Linked DNA regions of Zea mays: region 2 is linked to region 1. A link is a contact called in public Hi-C data. All regions are on one chromosome and are shown on one strand. The core of a region is the stretch at or near the end of the contact, and the rest is flanking DNA. Distances in the headings are between cores, read along the strand shown.

Region 1 (6,833 bases), core at 1,504-4,003:
AAAGGCTTCCACTCCGTAACTCATCCTTCGCCGTCGCTCCATGTCACTCTCCATCTTTGGGGGAGAGAGAGCAAAAGGACTTCGTCTTTGGTATAATCCTAACTCATTTATTTATGACCAAAGGGGAAGAAAGGACTTCGAGGGCTCTAATGATTCCGTTTTTGGCGATTCATGCCAAAGGGGGAGAGAGTATGAGCCCAAAGCAAAAGGACCGCACCACCGACCGCACCACCACCAATTTCAAAAACTTAGTTTTTCAAAGAGTATTTTCAATTGGTATCCTATTGTGTTCAAAAGGGGGAGAAAATAGTATTTCAAAAATGATATATCAAAACCCTCTTGAACACTAAGAGGAGGATCTCATTTAGGGGGAGTTTTGTTTAGTCAAAGGAAAAGCATTTGAAACAGGGGGAGAAAATTTCAAATCTAGAAAATGTTTTGCAAAATCTTATTCATTACCTTTGACTATTTGCAAAAGAACCTTGAAAAGGATTTACAAAATAGTTTGCAAAAACAAAACATTTGGTGCAAGCGTGGTCCAAAATGTTAAAAATGAAAGAAACGATCCATGCATATCTTGTAAGTATTTATATTGGCTCAATTCCAAGCAACCTTTGCACTTACATTATGCAAACTAGTTCAATTATACACTTCTATATTTGCTTTGGTTTGTGTTGACATCAATCACCAAAAAGGGGGAGATTGAAAGGGAATTAGGCTTACACCTAGTTCCTAAATAATTTTGGTGGTTGAATTACCCAACACAAATAATTGGACTAACTAGTTTGCCTAAGTGTATAGACTATATAGGTGTAAAAGGTTCACACTCAGCCAATAAAAAGATCAAGTTTTGGATTCAACAAAGGAGCAAAGAGGCAACCGAAGGCACCTCTGGTCTGGGGGCACCGGACTGTCCGGTGTACACCGGACAGTGTCCGGTGCACCACCGGACAGTGTCCGGTGCACCAGAGGACTCCAACTCAAACTTGCCACCTTCGGGAAATTCCAGAGGCGACTTCACTATAATTCACCGGACTGTCCGGTGCACACCGGACATGTCCGGTGCTCCAAGGAAGGATGGCCTCAGCAACTCGCCAGCCTCGGGAATTCACTTGAGCTGCTCCGCTATAATTCACCGGACTGTCCGGTGTACACCGGACTGTCCGGTGTTACAGCGGAGCAACGGCTATTTCGGCGCCAACGGCTACCTGTGACGCATTAAATGCGCGCACAGCGCGCGCAGATGTCAGGCACGCCCATACTGGCGCACCGGACATCCAACAGTACATGTCCGGTGTGCACCGGACATCCAGGCGAGCCCAGAAGTCAGAAGCTCCAACGGTCAGAATCCAACGACATTGGTGACGTGGCTGGAGCACCGGACATATCCGGTGTGCACCGGACTGTCCGGTGCGCCATCGAACAGACAGCCTCCACCAACGGTCAAGTTTGGTGGTTGGGGCTATAAATACCCCAACCACCCCACCATTCATTGCATCCAAGTTTTCCACTTCTCAACCACTTACAAGAGCTAGGCATTCAATTCTAGACACACCAAAGAGATCAAATCATCTCCAATTCCACACAAGGCTTTAGTGATTAGCGAGAGAGATTTGTCGTGTTCTTTTGAGCTCTTGCGTTTGGATTGCTTCTTTTCGTTCTCACTTGTTCTTGTGATCAAAACTCCATTGTAATCAAGGCAAGAGGCACCAATTGTGTGGTGGCCCTTGCGGGAAAGTTTTGTTCCTGGCTTTGATTTGAGAAGAGAAGCTCACTCGGTCCGAGGGACCGTTTGAGAGAGGGAAGGGTTGAAAGAGACCCGGCCTTTGTGGCCTCCTCAACGGGGAGTAGGTTTGCGAGAACCAAACCTCGGTAAAACAAATCCGCGTGTCACACTCTTCATTTGCTTGCGATTTGTTTTGCGCCCTCTCTCGCGGACTCAATTATCTTTCTAACGCTAACCCGGCTTGTAGTTGTGTTTATATTTGTAAATTTCAGTTTCGCCCTATTCACCCCCCTCTAGGCGACTATCAGTTGCCAAATGTGGGGACAAGAAAGGATAAAATAGCAACTTCTTAAATTTAGCAACATCGTTTAGGATACTATTGGATACGTGTTTTTTCTAATAACTCTTTAAACTAAGATTTAGGAACCTTTTTACATAACAGTTAGAAATGCTCTAAGGGACTAATTGGTTGGCTATATGAAACTTGGCCCATGTTAGGTTTTAAAATCTTTTAAAACCATGGTTTCGAAATACTACAATTTTAAAATATCATGACACGACCGTATTATTTTTTACATCACTCTTAGCAATATACATGCTATAAAACATAGTATTTGAACCATAGTATTTAGTATACATGTGTAAGTCCTCTAATTTGAACCATAAGTCGAGATAAAGTATTTGAACCATAATATTTAGTATACATGTGCAAGGCTAGTCATAGCTAAAAACTTTGGATTGAATTGTAGTTTCGAATACTCTAAAAATACCATGATATCTATAAAACCATGGTGTTCAAAACAGAGTCTTTTTATAATGTAGCCAAACATCTCTGGACAAAAATACTATAGTATTATTTATACCATGGTTTTATCTAAAACTCCAACAATACTTTCCTTCCCAACATCCTCTAATTGGTTGTTTGTATCTGAGTTTTTCCAAACATCCTCTAATTGGTTGTTTGCATCTGAGTTTGGGTCTAGGCGATCTAGCCTTGCCCCGCGCATGCAACATGCAGGCTAGAACAATGTAGCTGCATTGAAATTGAGTAATTTTTGAGACTTTTGCTATATCTATTAAATAAAAAATTTAATGCATAAATCAATTTTACCTTATTTTTTTAATTCTCATTCCATCTCGATCCTAATTAAATCAGCCAAACACTATCTATTCTCAGTCTGATTAATCACACGCAACCAACTAAACGTACTAAATTGCATGCCTATCTCAAGAGAAAATGTTTTACTAGACATGAGCCAGGATGGATCATTCGACCAATCAAGCTCCATAAATATCAGAACGATTACTTTGGTTAAGGTCTAATACAAAACTAATGCAAGCATTCTTTATCACGCCTCTGCTCTCGCCGCCCCCTACGTTGCTCCATTGTTTCCTTTCCTTCACCTGCATCGCACAGCGCTCCCACCCTTCGGCCGCTCTCGCGTCGGGCAGGGCTCGGGAGTCGGGACTCCTCGCACGCATTGGAGACTTGGAGGCCGTCGGGACTCCATATCGGCATTGACGTCCTCCGCCACGATTGTCCTGTTCACGATTGTGTCCCTTTATCCCACCGGTGCAATCGCGGGTGGTTTTGTGTTTAGGGTTTAACAGTAACACTCCAGTGCGGATTGCCTCCAAGGTGGGATCTTGGCTTTTCATCCCGTTCGCTCTAGTTCTTTGCACTTTTTTTGTTTGCATCTTCTTTTAAAGATTCTGATAGCGGTAATGCTTATACTTAATGAAGATTCGAATCATTTGCATTATATATAACTTTTATCTGTTGCGCTTTGAAATTAGGTTTTTTCGCTTCCCTTTTTACTCCCAATAAAACTTGCATTATTTCTACCTTTTATTTATTGCACTCTTAAATTGAGTTTTTTCGCTTCCCTTTTTACTCCCCGTAAAATCGTCGTTCTTGCATTCTACTACTACTTCATTTTCTCTCTATTAATGTGCATTTATTTGCACCATCGATGATCGATTATTACTTTGGGTTTTAGTCCTCCCTCCTGTTTGGCTCTCTGAGTTCTTTCCGGAGGTTGATTGGTGTCACGAGTCACGTGAACAGCATCGCCTATCTGATCATCGTGTGAATTGTGATATTCTATGGATCTCAGATTGATCTGTGACGCCGATGACCTGAGTACCGGGCGAACTCCACACATCCACACCGGCTGTGGGGACGACAAGGTACTGCTCTTCTCTCCGTTGTTCCATGCATGGACTGCTCCAGACCAGCATTATTTCAGTCTGTTGCCATCTATGGCCGTCTCCACCTGCCGGCCTCAGTGCCTTCACTCGTAAATCGGGCACTTTCTGTTTGGGATCAATTGTCAAGTTCATGTTAGTTTTACAAAGATTGGAAGTTTGGGCGTTCTGCGGGATGCTGTACTCTGTTTGGTCGGTGGTCGCAAAGACCAGTTGTGTCCTTTTTATTGCTCAACTAACATTTTGATTTTTTGGGCCCCCCTTGATACGATGCAACACTTTCTTTCCTTGTCAAATGTATAAGGAAAGATTAGAGACTCAATTTGATCGTGTCACATTTTTCTACAGTTCTATATCTGGAGGGAGTTGCTTTTGCCTTGTTTGCAGTATTATTGTGCACATATTTGTGGATACCATTTTTTTTCTTAGGGGCTAGTTTGAGAGTCACAAAACCGGACGGGATTAGAGGACCTGCCCCTCTAATCCCCTACGGGCTAGTTTGGGAGTCACAAACCCGGAGAGGATTAGAGGGGCGCCTAGATGTGAAAGTAGTACTCTGATCATGTGTTTTTTTACCACAAGATTCACATCTATCAAATACTTAGCAAGTGGAACACATGATCTTAATAGAATTCTAACTCCAAATTCAAGAATTTCAACTCCAAAATCATGTTGTTTCGCTTATTTATTTACCATCCAAAAATGATGGTAGTATTCAATTCAAGTCTTTTGCAAATATATATTACTCGCAAATTTGCAAAAAAAAGGATCTCTAAGCAATGTGAGGATTGCTATAAATTATATGCTACCAGACAAATTTTCACACCAAAATTCATCATACACCATGAGAAACAACTATATATTACATGTGGGGCTACCAGACTTTCTTTCAAGAGAAAAAAAATCTTTCAATAAGGTTTATCTGTGATTTATCTCATTACTGCATGTAACAGAGTTTGAGTATTGACCTAAACTTTTAGCATATGATGATGATGACTTGATTGCACTGCTTACAGTTTTAAATCTTTTCTTGTTGATTTGAAATCATACTGAAAGGGCAAAAGGGGAAGCATGGTAGTTGGCGCAGGCTTGCAGTAGATATGGACTTTGTATCTACCATCATATTGATTCAGATGCCTTTTAATTACTAAAGAAGCACGGATGATTGCAGGACTTATGGATATATTATTACTGTCAATGCGTATTAGGCAACCAGAAACAAAAGTTACATATGCGTACATGTCAAGTTTTGCATTTATTTGTTTTCTTACATCATACTCAAGTTGTTCTAAAATATAATCTATATAGTTTCTGTTTTTGCCAATTTTCTTTTCCTTCAAAATATAAGGTTTTCATGCAGTTTGGATTGTCCTCTTATTTTCCATCACCAATCTATCTCTTCTGTTTCGACATTTGAGTTAACACAACATAACTATTCTTTCCCTTCTTGCCAAGACATTAGCATCACATATATACTATCTATTCCTCTACCATTTTCTTGGCTCCATAAGCTCCTTATTCTCTGCAACCAGCGATGTATGCCCTATAAAGGAAATGTATGGACTCTCTTTCAGCGAGATACCAGATATTACAGTTCAGTTTTTTACTGGAGACTCTACCATTCAATTCCATTTATTATTATTTTTATATGACGAAAGTATAGGACCTGATGCTATCATGTACTGATATTTGAAGGATGATTTAGGGAGTATGAACTAAAGTGGTCCTTGGCCTTATTAAGGGACAGGTTGCAAGATTCAACCAATTATTCTGTATGAGTATTGTTGCTAGGAAGCATGTGAGAAGGTAATAAGGATTCAAACCACCTTCTCAGTTCATCTGTGATATTTGAGCTGGCATGTCAGTGTCCTCTTCATTCAAGTGCGGCTGGATAACAAATGGATTCAAAAAGGCTATCGTTGTCATCAGTACATGGAGATTTTTTGGGACAAACATCACAAAGTCATTCATGCTCCGAGAAGTATGAGTGGAGAAACTTAATCTTTCATCAAAGTGATAAAGCAACAAGGGATCAATGTGATCATGTTGCAACCCGGCACTTACCTCTGCATATGCCTCGCAGGTTATTCTCTTTATCAATACATGGATTAAATTTCAGACTCCATGCTATGCTGATATTGCTGTTAGTTTTATAGATTCAAATTTATCTTCTATTGATGGAATTACGTGATATTGTGATGTGGAAACAGGATAGAATAGTCTATGACTGAGCCTAGAGGTTGTTATGATTTGCACAGAACTCGAGATTTTTGTGAGCGATAAATATTGTAAATTTGCCCCTTTGTGATCAAGAGGATGAAACGGTGCATCATCTTTTAATCTCTTGTGTCTTCTCTAGGGAAGTGTGGTTTAGGATTTTCTCCCTGGTTAATCTGCGGCAGTTCTCCCCCGCAAGGGATGATTTGGTCTTCCAAGATTGGTGGGCTAATTTGGAGGCCAAGGTCCCTTATGCGCTGCGCAAAGGGATTAACTCCCTTGTGATGTTGGTGGCATGGTGGCTTTGGAAGCAGCGGAATAAATGTGTGTTTGAGGGGGATGCTCCTAGTGGCAACCAGATTATTCAGAATATCAAAGACGACGTTCAGAGGTGGTGTCTCGCGGGTGCCAAGGATCTGGGCACCATCTGGCCTTAGTTTAGGGGCAGCTTTGGCTGTCTTCTAGATGAATGTTTATTTTTATTTTTATTTTATTTTATTTTTTTGTTATTTTTTTGTTGTTTCTCTGTACTCTGGTCTTCTTTAGACCATTGGTATTTCTTCTATCTTAATATATCTAATGCGCAGTTCTCCTGCGCGTTTTAGAAAAAAAAATATTGTAACTTTGCTACATATGGTGTAACGATGTATGCCGTGTGCACCTATTTCCAAGCTTGGATGCT
Region 2 (6,833 bases), core at 1,805-4,304, 170 kb before region 1:
AAGCATGCTTCTATGCCAAACAGATTAAACCTGATTGTGCTGGGCTGCGCTCGGCAATTGAATCACAGTAGCCGAAACCACCAGGATTGCCAAAGATATCAACATCTCCAACCTTCCTTCAGGACTGCTCAACTTCGAATAAAAATTAGGACGAAGAGAGAAAGTAAGATACTAGAATCAACAATTGAAAAGCAGTAGTCAGATCAGATCACAGTGCTTCAAAAGTTCTTTTTACGGAAACAGGGGTGGGGGCTACTGATTACTAAATTAAAGGTGGTAAATGCTTTAAAAGTAGGGATACTTGCAAGTTGACATCCAATAATTATTCCTGAGTATTGCATAAACAGTAACGTTTGGATATGCTGCATGTAAGCAAAGACTAATTTTACCATAATCCAGATCTTGCTACCATGTGAGGTCCATGGTATTATTGCAGAAGGTAATATATAGTAAGAAAATTCACAATTATATCACAAAATAAACAGTATATTATGCAAATATGATTTCAAACTACTTAGTTACAGGCTCACCCAGAGGCAGGGACATCCCTTCCATTCCCCTTTTCTTTATCTCGTCCATAGTATTACTTCCGTTCTCGAATATTTGTCGACCCTAGTTCATTTTTGAACTAAACCGCGACAAATGAAAAAGAACGGAGGGAGTATTTCTCAAAAGTTGTTTTCCCATACAGGAAAAAACTCCATAGTCCATACAGAAATTCTGTGTACTACATTCATCAGGTACTAAATCTTCTAGTGTCTTAGTATTCTAGATTCTTCATAAACTACCGAACAAAAGGCGCTGCCGCTAATTAGGAATATGAAAGTGTCTTTCAGCCTGACTTTGTGTGTCCATCTATCAAAACCTGTATTTAAACAGTGTGATACATCATAGATCATACCTGACCACCTTGGGTTGGATAGAGGAGCAAAATAATGTGGACGACACCTTCAGGCTAATTAGACACTAATCCTGATAACACCAGCACTTGCAAACAGTAACTATCAGTTTATACTTCATACAATACCAAAATGCTTCATCAAGTGCTTTCTTAGAGCACCTTTGGAGCACAACTCAGTCAACATCTCTTGTGCCTCCTTTACAAATCCCTCACTTGCTAAACCTCGAATAAGTATAGTGTAGGTCGATTCATTGGGCACGCATCCACTGGACACCATATATGCCAAAAACTCAATAGCACGTTCAGTTTCCCCTCTTTTGCAAAGCGAAGAAATAACTGCATTGTAGAGCACTGCATCGGACCTTATTGTGGTATCTTGGATGTTATCAAACATTTGAATTACTTTGTTAATTCTGCCTTCTCTGGAGAGAGCAGAAGCTATCGACGAATAAATGATTGTGTTTGGGCTCATCCCTTTGTTGACCATCACATTTAACAGCTCCAGTGCTTCGTCCGTCTTGCCAGCCTTGCCAAGTCCATCGATCACTGTGCTGTAGCTAATCAGGTCGGGACTGCATCCATTCACTAGCATCTGCTTAAGAAGTTCAATGGCCTGCTCAACCAATCCCTTTTTACACAAGAAATTGATGAGTGTGTTGAATGTGATAGGATTCAGAGGACAGCCTTGCTGAATCATCTGAGACATCAGGTCCTCAGCATCCACCCATCGTTCTGCGCTGCACAAACCCTTGAGCACAATAGTATAGCTTATGGTATTTGGCTTGCAGCCACAAGCAGTCATACTTTTCAACAACATGACAGCTTCATCAATAAGCCCTTCTTTGCAGAAGCCATTGATCACTGTAGTGTATGTGATGACATCGGGCATGCATCCATGCTCCAGCATCTGCTCGAGTAGTTCGATCACCCGGTCCACCAGCCCATTTTGGCAGAAGAAATCAACAAGTATGTTGAATGTGACATCATCAAGTGGGCAATCCTTGTCAAACATCTCAGCCAGCAACTCCTCGGTTTCCTCCCACCTCTCAGCGCTGCACAAGCCCTTCAGCAGAGTATTGTAGCAAACCACATTGGGCTTGAGCCCGTAGGAAGGCATCCTATTCAAAATCTCATGCGCGACTTCGAGATGCCCTTCCTTGCAGATACCATCGATGATAGTGGCATACATCCTGATGTCCGGCGTGCACCCATGCTCCACCATCTGCGCGAGGACCTCATGCACCCGCTCGAACAAGCCGTTCCGACACAAGTAACTGATGAGGGTGTTGAAGGTAACGATGTTGGGCGGGCAAGCCATCCTGACCATCTCCTCCATGAGTTCCTGGACACAGCCCCAGCGCTTGGCCATGCACAGGCCCTTGAGCACCGCGTTGTAGCTCACCACGTCTGGCTCGCAGCCGAAGGACGGCAGGTCCCGCAGCAGGTGGAGGGCCTCGTCCACCGACCCTTGGTCGCAGATGGCGTTGAGGACGAGGTTGCAGTTGCCGACGTCGAGGGCGCAGCCCCTGGCGTGTAGATCCTCGAGCACCCTGACGGCGCTCCGGAAGCCGCCACCCCTGCAGGCGGCCTCGAGGATGACGTGGTACATGGGCGGGATGGGGGCGCAGCCGCGGCGGGGCATCTCGTCGAGCACCGCGAGCGCGTCAGCGATCCGGCCCCGCGCGCAGAGGGCGCGGACGACGGGGAAGTAGGTGTAGGCGTTGGGCGGGACGGGGACCGCAGCGGCAAGGCGGCGCGCGGATTCGAGCTGGCCCGCGCGGCAGTAGCCGGCCACCATGGCGTTGTAGGCGACGACGCCCGCGCCGCCGCCCGCCGCGGACAGCGCCCGCGCGGCCTCTGCTGTGCGCCCCGCGGCGCAGAGGGAGCGGATGAGCGAGGAGAGGCGGACGCTGCCGCCCTCGCCCCCGCCGGGCGCATCGTCGGAATCGGATGTCGAGGCGGGGGCGAGGGCGAGGGCGGAGGCGGAGAGCACGGCGGACCTGGGCTTGGCGGTCTTGGGCGACGCCGACGCGGAGGGTTTGGAGATCGGGACTGTGGGCGGTGGAAGCAACGAGGTGAGCATTGGCGATTGGTTAGGCTGGCTCGCCGGCGAGATGAGATGCGGTGGAGACGGTAAGCAACTAAAACAAAAATATATTGCAGCATATATATGCTCAGCATGCTCTATCTTCATTGTTTTCATTGTTGAAAACTGTCACGGGCTGACGGGCATTTGTGCCGCTCACTCTGCTCACTCATCACTGTTCTACACCACTGTTTTGACGGCCTATATGTGTCGGTGTGTATAATATATAAAATTTGTATGACAAAATACATTGTAACATTAATATTATATTGACGACATAAATATATAATAATATTATAAATATGTCGACTAAAATAAAATGAACTGATGTTGAACAAACATTATAATATCATACAAATTATTTTAAAGAATTTATATAGAATTTCGATGATAGAAAATATCATGTTGTACATAATGATGTTTGCCACGGGCCTGTTAGTGCGCCAACCCATCGCTCGCTGGATGAACTGGCCTTGTCTTCATCGCTAAATGAACTGATGTCGAGCAAATAGCATCTTCAAGTTTTTCTACGAGCTCCCAATCGCTATAAAACATAGACCATGTTGTCAAAAGGCTGTGAGTACGAGGTGAAATAGGGGAACTTATAGCTTGAGGATAACCAAAACATAAGAAATAAGAATTGCATTCTTCTTCTGTCAAAAAAGAACAATTCTTATAGCAAACTAGATTTTTTATTTTTTGATTGGGAGAGAGTGTCTCCCACCTGATATTTTTTTTCTTGAACGCGCAGGAGAGCTACACGTCATTATATTAAGAGAGGAAAGGTCCAAAGTGGAACGAAATACAACACCCAGAGGGCAGAAAAGAAGAAAAAAACAAGAAAAATAGACCAAGACCAAACCCTCAAGCATCCTCTCCAGCACCCCCACAAGGTGAAACCAAAAAAAGGGGACCTGACGGGCCCTACTGGACCCTATTTAAAGTGACAATAATTCCCAATCTGTTTAAATGCTTCGCTCCCGCCTTGTTCCAACTGATCAATTCATCTAGAAATAACCTCTTAGTCAAACTAATGGAAGGGCTCACTCCATCAAAAATAGCCCTATTACGAGTGAGCTATAAGCACCAAGCTCCAAGAATAATGACACTATTGAAGCCCTTCCTCTTGCACCTATGCACTTTTTAGAAACCTTTTCCCACCACACAGCAAATGACTGTTCAGCAACAATAGGAGTGAGGTTACCAAGCCCGATGGACGACAAAATGAGATGCCAAAAATCCCTAGAAAAACTGCAGGTGCAGAGGATATGCTGGACTGTTTCCTGCTCCTGATCACATAGGGGGCAACACACCGGGTATTACAACCCTCTCCTTTGGAGTCTGTCCGCAGTCCCACATTTATTCATTATAGCCAACCAAAGGAAAAAACTTGCATTTAGGGGGGGCAAGTCTTCCACAATCGTTTCCAAGGCTCAAAGGAAATGGACCCCAAGAAGAAGGCATTGTAACAAGACTTTGAGGAGAACTGTCCAGAAGTCGTGTATCTCCCAACAAGCCTGTCCGCCTCCTGTGAAAGCGTCACATGTACAATCTCATCCCATAATTTTAAATACTGCTGCAGCCTAACCATAGAAAGATGACTCCCAATATCCCTAACCCAACGCCAATTGTCCATAGCCTAAGCAACCGTCCGGGTCGAGCTGACTCTACTGTCCACCAAACAGACAACCTCTGGTGCAATATCAAAGATAGCCTTCCCATTCAACCATTTATCAAACCAAAAGAGAGTGCTGGTCCCATCTCCGACCACATGAAAGACCGAAAGATTGAAAAATTGTCTTACTTGCTACTGAATAGGAAGATTCATTCCCTGCCATGGTCTAGACGGATCAGTTTTTTGCAGCCATAACCGTTTCACCTGTAAAGCCCAACCTTTGAATTGTAAATTAGAAACTCCAAGGCCGCCATATTTTAGGGGTCTGGCAACTATCTCCCAAGGAACAAGACAGCTTCCACCGTTAACGTTCTTCCTTCCTTTCCATAGAAACCCCCTCCTGAGTTTATCGATGGACTTGATCACCCATTTGGGAACACTCATGGCCATAAGGATATAAACAGGAATTGCCGAAAGCACATGCCTCACTAACGCTGTCCTACCAGCCAAACTGAGCAAACGAGCCTTCCAGTTGGGAAGCCGGTCAGCAATCTTATTAACCCACACCATAAAATCCCTTTTCCTCAGCTTCTTATCAAAGATAGGCAGCCCCAAATAGCTACACAGAAAGGATCTCGAACTGCATTGCAAGATATTACAGCCAGCCTGACCCTCCAGCCCTTCACACCTAATTGGTATAGCAAAACTTTTGCGCATATTTGTTACCAGCCCCGTTGCTTCACCAAAGCAATCCAAAATCAATCTATCACAATTCAGATCATCCACCAAAGGTTTAACAAAAAGCACCACATCATCAGCGTAGATCGAGAGCCTATTCCGGACCCCAGCTTCCTCCAACCCTTGTAACAGCCCCCTGCTTTCAGATTCCCTGAACAGACTATTAAGAACGTCCATAACCATCACAAACAGCATAGGAGAAAGGGGATCACCCTGACGAAGGCCTCGCCGATGAGCAATACGATCACCAGGCGAGCCATTAAGAAGTACTTGCGTAGAATACATGAACATTAGGGAGGAAATAAGATTCCACCAGATTGGACCAAAGCCAAGATGGATAAGAATTTCAATAATGAAGGCCCATGACACGGAATCGAACGCCCTGGAGATATCTAATTTTAAGAATAGACCCGTAACCTTTCTCTTGTGTAGCGACTTAATAGACTGCTGAACCAGCATAAAGTTATCATGAATTGATCTCCCTCTCACAAAAGCGCTCTGATTGGCTGCCACCAACTCATGAAGACGGGGACCCAACCTGTTGGCCAGCAGCTTGGTGACCAGCATAGCAAAACTGTGGATGAAACTAATAGGCCTGTATTCACTTGCAGTCATAGCATCGAACCTCTTAGGGAGAAGAATAAGATAGGCTGAATTCAACAATCTAAGTTTATGGGCATTTCCTTGGTGCAGAAAATTCAGGGCAGCCAGCAGATCCTCCTTAATAATGCTCCAGCAGGTCTTGTAAAAACCTCCCCGTAAACCCATCAGGCCCAGGAGCTTTATCAGAAGGCAGGTCAACAATAGTATCCCTTACCTCCTTCTCCAATTATAAGGAGTTGAACCCTGTCCTTCCTCTCACTTCTCATCCCCGGGATCCAGGTCGTTCTTCCTCTTGCCCACCGAATCGTTCCACCACTATGAAAGCAATCCAGAGATCGACACCATGAACGACCTCATGACCAAATCTGACATGAGCTAAACATTTATGGCCATCAGCCGACAGTAAAAAAGGAGCAAATGTTGGGACCTGTTCATCCCAGCAGTACAACATAAAAGCCATAGGGGCAACATAGAAGTCCCATATATGTGACATGTCAGATCAAACAGGAAGCGAAGGTGATTCTTTAACAATTTTGAGTTATATAGTACTAAAAAACTGCAGCAAGTGATTGACAGGCAGAGATGGAAAGATGGATCAAGGCCATGTATGGAAATTTCCCACCCTTCATGATCAGCTGAAAACAAAATATCAACTGACAAAGTGAATAGGGTACATGTCAGGGACCTTTTCATCCTGCATGCACTATGGACTTGCCATTGGGGCAGACATGAAGTCTCAAACATATATTCTACCCTATATATGGAACTTCAAAGCTCACTAATCCAAAATTGGGAATGGTGATTGAGAGCACCTAGAGGGGGGGTGAATAGGTGATCCTGTAAAATCAAACACTTAATAGCCACAGACTTGATTATTAAAGTGTTAGTTA

What was found. A called contact is a pair of places that touch in the nucleus more often than the background predicts.
Region 2: a Hi-C map of tassel shows a contact between it and region 1, with 2.7 times the contacts expected there. The contact joins the promoter of LOC100280682 here to the promoter of LOC103643607 in region 1. A contact is called at or near these places in 4 of 25 Hi-C or Micro-C datasets (ear, endosperm, root tip and 1 more).

Annotation. Positions count from the first base shown.
Region 1 is chr1:250,835,709-250,842,541 of Zm-B73-REFERENCE-NAM-5.0, reverse strand. LOC103643607 reads left to right here and starts at 2,753. Exons shown (of 6, transcript XM_035964293.1): 1 at 2,753-3,365; 2 at 3,844-3,916; 3 at 5,630-6,017. The coding sequence starts at 5,833.
Region 2 is chr1:251,009,612-251,016,444 of Zm-B73-REFERENCE-NAM-5.0, reverse strand. LOC100280682 reads right to left here and starts at 3,054. Exons shown (of 1, transcript NM_001254902.2): 1 at 991-3,054. The coding sequence starts at 2,984. The coding sequence ends at 1,017. It also overlaps the pseudogene LOC111590751.